Linked DNA regions of Mus musculus: region 2 is linked to region 1. The links are chromatin contacts, called in public HiChIP or PLAC-seq maps. All regions are on one chromosome and are shown on one strand. Each heading gives the region's core, a stretch centred on a gene start, on an enhancer-like site or on the middle of the called end of the contact. The rest is flanking DNA. Distances are from core to core; before and after follow the strand shown.

Region 1 (3,024 bases), core at 278-2,777:
TCTGCCTATGGAACTGCACTATCTCAGGGAGGAAACTTAACAATGCAGGGGAGAAAAGAGGACTGAATGGAATGAGAGACGTGGCCTCAAAAAAGAGGTCAAAAAAGAAAGGCCCGCTAGAATTGGGGTAGAACAGGATCAGGCTACCCGTCAGTCATGTTACAACTGAAGCACACTGTGACAATGTGTGAGAAAGGTCTCCTCAAATTCTCAGAGGCTGTCAGAAATATGCTGGGAGCCTGGTACTGGCTCCCCTCTTTTATCTTTTGCTCCAGGACCCAGCACTACTTGGCAAAGAACATGTAAGTAACATGTAAGTCGGAAGAAGGATGAGCATATGGGCTAGATGTCGATGGAGCTGTGCAAAGACCCCCAGAGAATGATTTGATTTTGAGTTAGGTACCAGTGAGCTGAGCTGAAGGTCAGTGATGAAGGGACCCACATTACAAAGAGGATGTCCTAGTTACAACAGAGTGAACTCAATCAATGTGACAGTACGATGCAATCACCCATGTCTGGAATTACCTGCCCTCTTTCAGGTTAAAGCAGACATTTGCACGATCTTTGTCACATGTAGTCGTAGAGTCCTATTTTAACCCTGATAGAGACAAGTATCACAGAACAGGGCAAAAACATCCTAACATACCTTCGGGGGAAGACACACGACCCCATAGAAACCATATATCATTCTAGAGCATGTTAGGATGCAATGTTACAGGACCAAGAAGTTGTGATCTGGATGGAATTAGGCTTGCTAGTTACCTGACCCTGAGCTGAGAAGTCATTTGGATAGAACCACTGGAATGGATACCAGGGTCCCCTAAGGAACTGAGGGCATCAGAAAGCTGAGAAGATGCCATAGCAGAAGTATAGGGTGGAGTGATGAGGCCACTGCCTCTGCAGACAGGGCAAGTCCCTGAGCAGGCAAAGTCAGATCATTTGAGGCCTACTCTGGAATCTGGAGAAGGGAGGAAAGCAAATCCTCCCATTGATTTTCCCAGCTTTACCCAGTGGAACCTGTGCCAGGCTTCTGATGTACAGAACTGTAAGATGTCGGAAGGGTGTGGCTTAATTCACCTCCTTGTCTGGCAATTTGTTGTAGCCGCCACTATTCACTCATACTTCCAGTTTATGAAACTAAGGAAGATGCAACAGCTTCAAACTCCAGATGTTTGGGATATAACAAAGTGTAGACACACTCTCTTCTACCAAAACTTGACTTTTTCATTAAATTTAATATAGGACCCATAGCTTTAATTCTTCTCTTAATATAATTGTGTATAATTTCTGATAAAAGCTCTCTTGTTTTATCAATGTCTTATTTGTTCACAGTGTTAAGCTGTATGTATGTATGTATGTATGTATGTATGTATGTATGTATGTATGTATGTGTTTTAGAAATTGGCCAGCTGCACATCCAAGCCTTGGAGCAGAAATTGACATAAAGGAGAGCCTCTAAGGTCTGGGGGCAGAGAGCGGAGCACCGCCCACATCCCCGTGTAGCCAATCAGTTCTCAGGACGGCCCATTGCTTGCTCCCCCTTCTCTGCCAGTGACTTTCCACGTCCCCCATCCACTGGTCCACCGCCTATTCCCTTGCAGGCCTGAAGCTTCTTCCCCTTGGGTAGCTTCCTCCTTTGCTGTTGTGCCTCCGAATCAGCACTTCAGGGAACAGCGACGCAGAGTGAGTCTGGCTCCGCGATAGGGTCTGCACCAGGAGAGGCCTGCGATGACAAAGGCCACTGCCAGAAGGGTGGGGTGCTTCGCGGGGAAGGGGGCAGGAGGTGGCGAGTGCCTGGGGCTGCGTGGGGGGCTGGTGTGGGCAACTCGGGCGTGCGGAGGTGGCTGATGCATTCCACATTGAGACCTTCCTCTCTGTCTCTTTCTGAGCTTTCCGCTGCTTTAGATATCTCCTTCAGTCTTCCTGCATTGTTATCCCTTCGCCAGCCAGGAACCCCCTCCCAGCCGTTTCCCATTTCCTTATTGAGTGGTTTGTGTTCAGCAGGGAGCCTTTGGGATTTGATGAAAGGAACCTCAGAGGTTGCGGAAGGAGACTCCACACAGAATTCTTTAAGGGCCACAGTCCCTGCTTAGCCTCCTTTACCCGCCCCCAGGTAAAAGTCCTCTCCATGTCCTTTAAGCACCCAGGGGCCTGGAGTATATTTGCTCTGAGAGGTGGGTGGGAGGATGTGGGCAGGGTGCTGCTGAAATGGGTGTGGGGCTTCTGGAGAACGCAGGTCTGGACCGCCTTCGGCCTGCAGCAGCAGGGGCTTAGATTATCCAGTTGGCAGATACACAACCCCCCACCCCCCGCAGGCCTTCTGGGTTGGCCCAACCTGAAATGAAGGACAAAAATGGAAGAGGGGGAAAAAGGATCTTGCCAATTAGACAATCGTGGAAACGTGGAGGAAGAATCTCTTAAAGAGATGAACCAATGTCTCTTGTCTATGGGCTGACCCGCTAACCATTTGTCCATTCTCCAAAGGATTTGCAAAGTGATTGCGTTTCAGCTAGCTCTTCACTCTGTTTTGCGTTGCTTTAAAGACTTAAGAATAAAATGAATGCTTATCATTCCAAAGTGGTCTAATCTACAAGATAGTGAAATAAACGCTTGGCCGTCTTGTAAGTAAAAAAATAAGGCTTGAATACCATAATGGAGGGTCTCATTTCTGCCCTTCCCTGCCTGAGACTTGGCATCCTTCGCGATTTTCCTTTCAACTACGCCGTTTTCATAGTTCTACTCTTATGTGTAAAACATACATGGGTTGCTTTATGATTTTGTCATGCTTTCATTCATGAATATTATCCTGTATATTCTTATAGCTCTAGGATTAATCCTTGCTTATACTTCCTTCATTTTTATTTCTAATTGGTTTAATACCCTATAGTTATTCTACCATTGAGCATTTAGGTTTCTCACTTGGGGAAATGTATTCATTTTTTTTAATGTGACAAGCTATCCCAACACATAACAGTATAAGATCAATAATAAACAACTACAAAGCCACTTCTAATATTTCTTTAC
Region 2 (2,897 bases), core at 381-2,880, 560 kb before region 1:
TTACTCTACACACATTGCAGGTACAGGGTCCTGTTTACAACACAGGCTAACACCTGTTTGTGTCTATACCATTCTCTACAACATTATCTCAGGAGATCGCACTTCTGTCCACACCAGGGTAAGTGACTATTCCAGACACCACAAATGACGTCTATCCCAAAGACAGGCAAGTCCATAACGTGACCACACACAACTTCAGACAAACCACATTATGGGCAGCCATACCCTCCAGGGAAAACAGATATATGAAAACTTTGGCTACATCTTCAATTTCTGTATTCTTTTGAAAAGAGGTACCCCTTCACATTCCTTCTGACTTGTCCCTCCCAATGCTTACATCTCTCTTTTACCACAAACTTAGAATTTAGAAGCTGTCTGTCCTCTACTCAGCCTCCCCCTTGTCCCCTCCAAGTCCTTTTAAGGTCCATGGGTTCTGTCTTAGACCCGAGGACTGGTTAACAAATGATGACTGTTTTGATAGAGCCAGAAGCTTGCATACCCCAGGTGTAGATAAAGCAGGAAGTGTGGGAAGAGGCCACACTGGGGGCTGTTTCTCTGGGACTTGGTGCTTTTGAAGTAAAGCTGAGAGCACAGTGGGAGAGCAAGGGAGGAAGGAAGCTGAAAGGAAAACCACCCTCTCAACTCTCCAGTTTGGTGTGCCCTTCCCCCTCAGTCTGACACAGCGCTGGCCAGAGTTCACTGCTAGGCCGACAGGAGGACAAGATTGTCCAGAGAACCCAAGATCCAGGAAAGGGGGAGGGGAAGAAGACTTGAAAACTGAGGCTCTAGGGCTAGCTCTCCCGGATCAGTTCTGGAAAAAGGCATTTATAGAAGATGCCCCAAACTAGGGCTCTGAAAATGGGCTACCGCACCGCGATATTCCGAATAGCTCTCTTACACGTTCCTTAGAACCTTGTGCCGAGGCCAACAAGAAACTCCCTATACACAGGTAAATGGGGGAGAGGGAACTCAGGGCAAGGATCCCTGATTCAGATTTCAGAGCCTTAGTTAACAGCGGAGAGAGAGGTGTGTACATAGATTCACACATACGTAGGCATGTAAATGCCGCGAAGATAACGAAGCAAGGCCCAGGCCTGGTTACAAAAGAAAAAAAAAAGACACTTCCAGGTAAGGAACCGTCTAGAAACTGAATCTCAAGAATTCTTTATCATAGGAGTTAGCTTTCCCCAGGGCCCCGACTTTCCGGGTGGAAAAAAGTTCTGATTATTGGCCCGGGAACATTGCGGGGCAGGGTGCCCATTTCCAAGGCTCAGACCTGGTTGGAAAGCAAAGTTTGCCAGGAGGCCATTCCTTCCAGCTCCCTTCCCGGTCCCGACCAGGTACTCAGCCCCTCACTCGGAGCCCGGCCCACTGGCCCAGCCCCCCATTTCCGGAGTCTGCGCCCCGGGACCTGGCCGGGACTGGTCCCGGGGGAGGCCTAGTTCTCTCTTCTTTCCCGCCCCTGCCTTACCTCCACCCGGCTCCACGACCACCCAGAGTCCGGGGCTCAGAAGAGAAGAGAGCACCCACCTGGTCGGAGTCACATGCTGCCCCGGGCTGGCCCGAGAGTCCCCTCCAGGTCCGGGCGCCCGCCGCGGTCCCCAGCCAGGCCAGGCCGCCCCGGCGCCCCACCCGCGGCCCGCCCCTGCCGCCGGACGGGAGGGAGGGACCGGCTTCTCCCAAGGAAGTTTCAGGTGAGGAAACAGGGACACACCTTCCCGGGGGAGGGGCAGCTCCGGGCAGAGCTGGGAAGAGCGAGCTCCGCGGGATTGAGCTCTACCCACAGCACCGGCAGGCCGTGGCCGTCCAGGGGCAGAACCCAGGCAGGAGTCACCAAGGAGCCGCAGGAGAGAACTGGGCACGGGACTCGCCGGTGTCCGGCGTGGCCCTAGACTCCCCTGCGTGTCTCTTCCTCCGTGGGTCCTCGTCAGGTCTCCAACTGAGGCTCATCCGGACCCGGCTGACTTTCTGCCCCTCGATGTTTCCGAACATCTGAGATTTGGGATTGTCAGCGTGTTTCTTTACTTGGTGTTTGCCATAAGATAAAGGGTTCTTGCACAAGTTCTTCTGTTCCTGTCTGTATGCTTCTCTATCTCTTGTCTCTCCCTCTCTACCCCCCTCTCTCCTTCCCATGTTCCTCTCTCTCTTCACTGGGTGCATGTGAAACATTCTTATGTCTTTTCTGTAGATAGCCTCTGTTTGCCACCATGTTCCAGAGTTCATTTTAAGATCTTATGTCTCAGTTTGTATGACCCTCCTCTGTTCTTTCCAGTATTCGGAGAGAGAATACACACACACACACACACACACACACACACACACACACACACACCTTTACCTAATGACAGGAACTTTGGATGTTCTGTCCACAGGCTCCCTCCCCAAACCCATTCCTGGCTCTGGGGGGTACCATAATGACTTTTTCCCCAGGAGAATTAACAGGCTCTTTGGCTGTTTTTCTTTTAGGAATGCTGTGGCCCACAACTGCAATCAGCTTTTGTGGGTAGACTGTCCCCTGATCCCTGTGTCCACCGCTGCTGCACTGGCCCTGGCAGAAGAGGCTAAGCAGTTGTTTGGAAGGCCCTGCAGAATCAAACATGACCAAGGGAGAAAGGCCTCCTCTCTGATAGTCCCGAAGCAATGCAGTGTTCAAAAAATGCCCTAGTTCCGTCATGCTCTTTTGGAGGATTAAACTTTAAAGAGTTTAGCTAGCTTAGACACACTCATAATTGCAGTGAAGTATACAGGAAATAATAAGAAATGCCAAGTCTAGGATTCGGCCATATAAGGGCAGGCCAGCATGCTTCATAAACCCAGCAAGGGCATAGAACAAGGAGTGAAGAGAATCTGAAAATTAAAGCTGGTCAAAAAGTTCCTTCTAGACTGGGAGAGAAACC

The links. HiChIP or PLAC-seq counts read pairs in DNA pulled down with a chosen protein or histone mark.
Region 2: a contact with region 1 is called in an H3K27ac HiChIP or PLAC-seq map of extraembryonic endoderm stem cells, with 5 times the contacts expected there. The contact joins the promoter of Arhgef5 here to the promoter of Tcaf1 in region 1. A contact is called at or near these places in 3 of 39 promoter capture datasets (the 3T3-L1 cell line, embryonic stem cells and stem cell-derived epiblast-like cells) and 3 of 115 datasets of contacts at active chromatin or transcription factors (extraembryonic endoderm stem cells, forebrain and stem cell-derived neural progenitor cells).

The regions. Positions count from the first base shown.
Region 1 is chr6:42,708,618-42,711,641 of GRCm38.p6, reverse strand. Tcaf1 (TRPM8 channel-associated factor 1) reads left to right here and starts at 1,527. Exons shown (of 9, transcript NM_001355769.1): 1 at 1,527-1,683.
Region 2 is chr6:43,264,377-43,267,273 of GRCm38.p6, reverse strand. Arhgef5 (Rho guanine nucleotide exchange factor (GEF) 5) reads right to left here and starts at 1,630. Exons shown (of 15, transcript NM_133674.1): 1 at 1,531-1,630.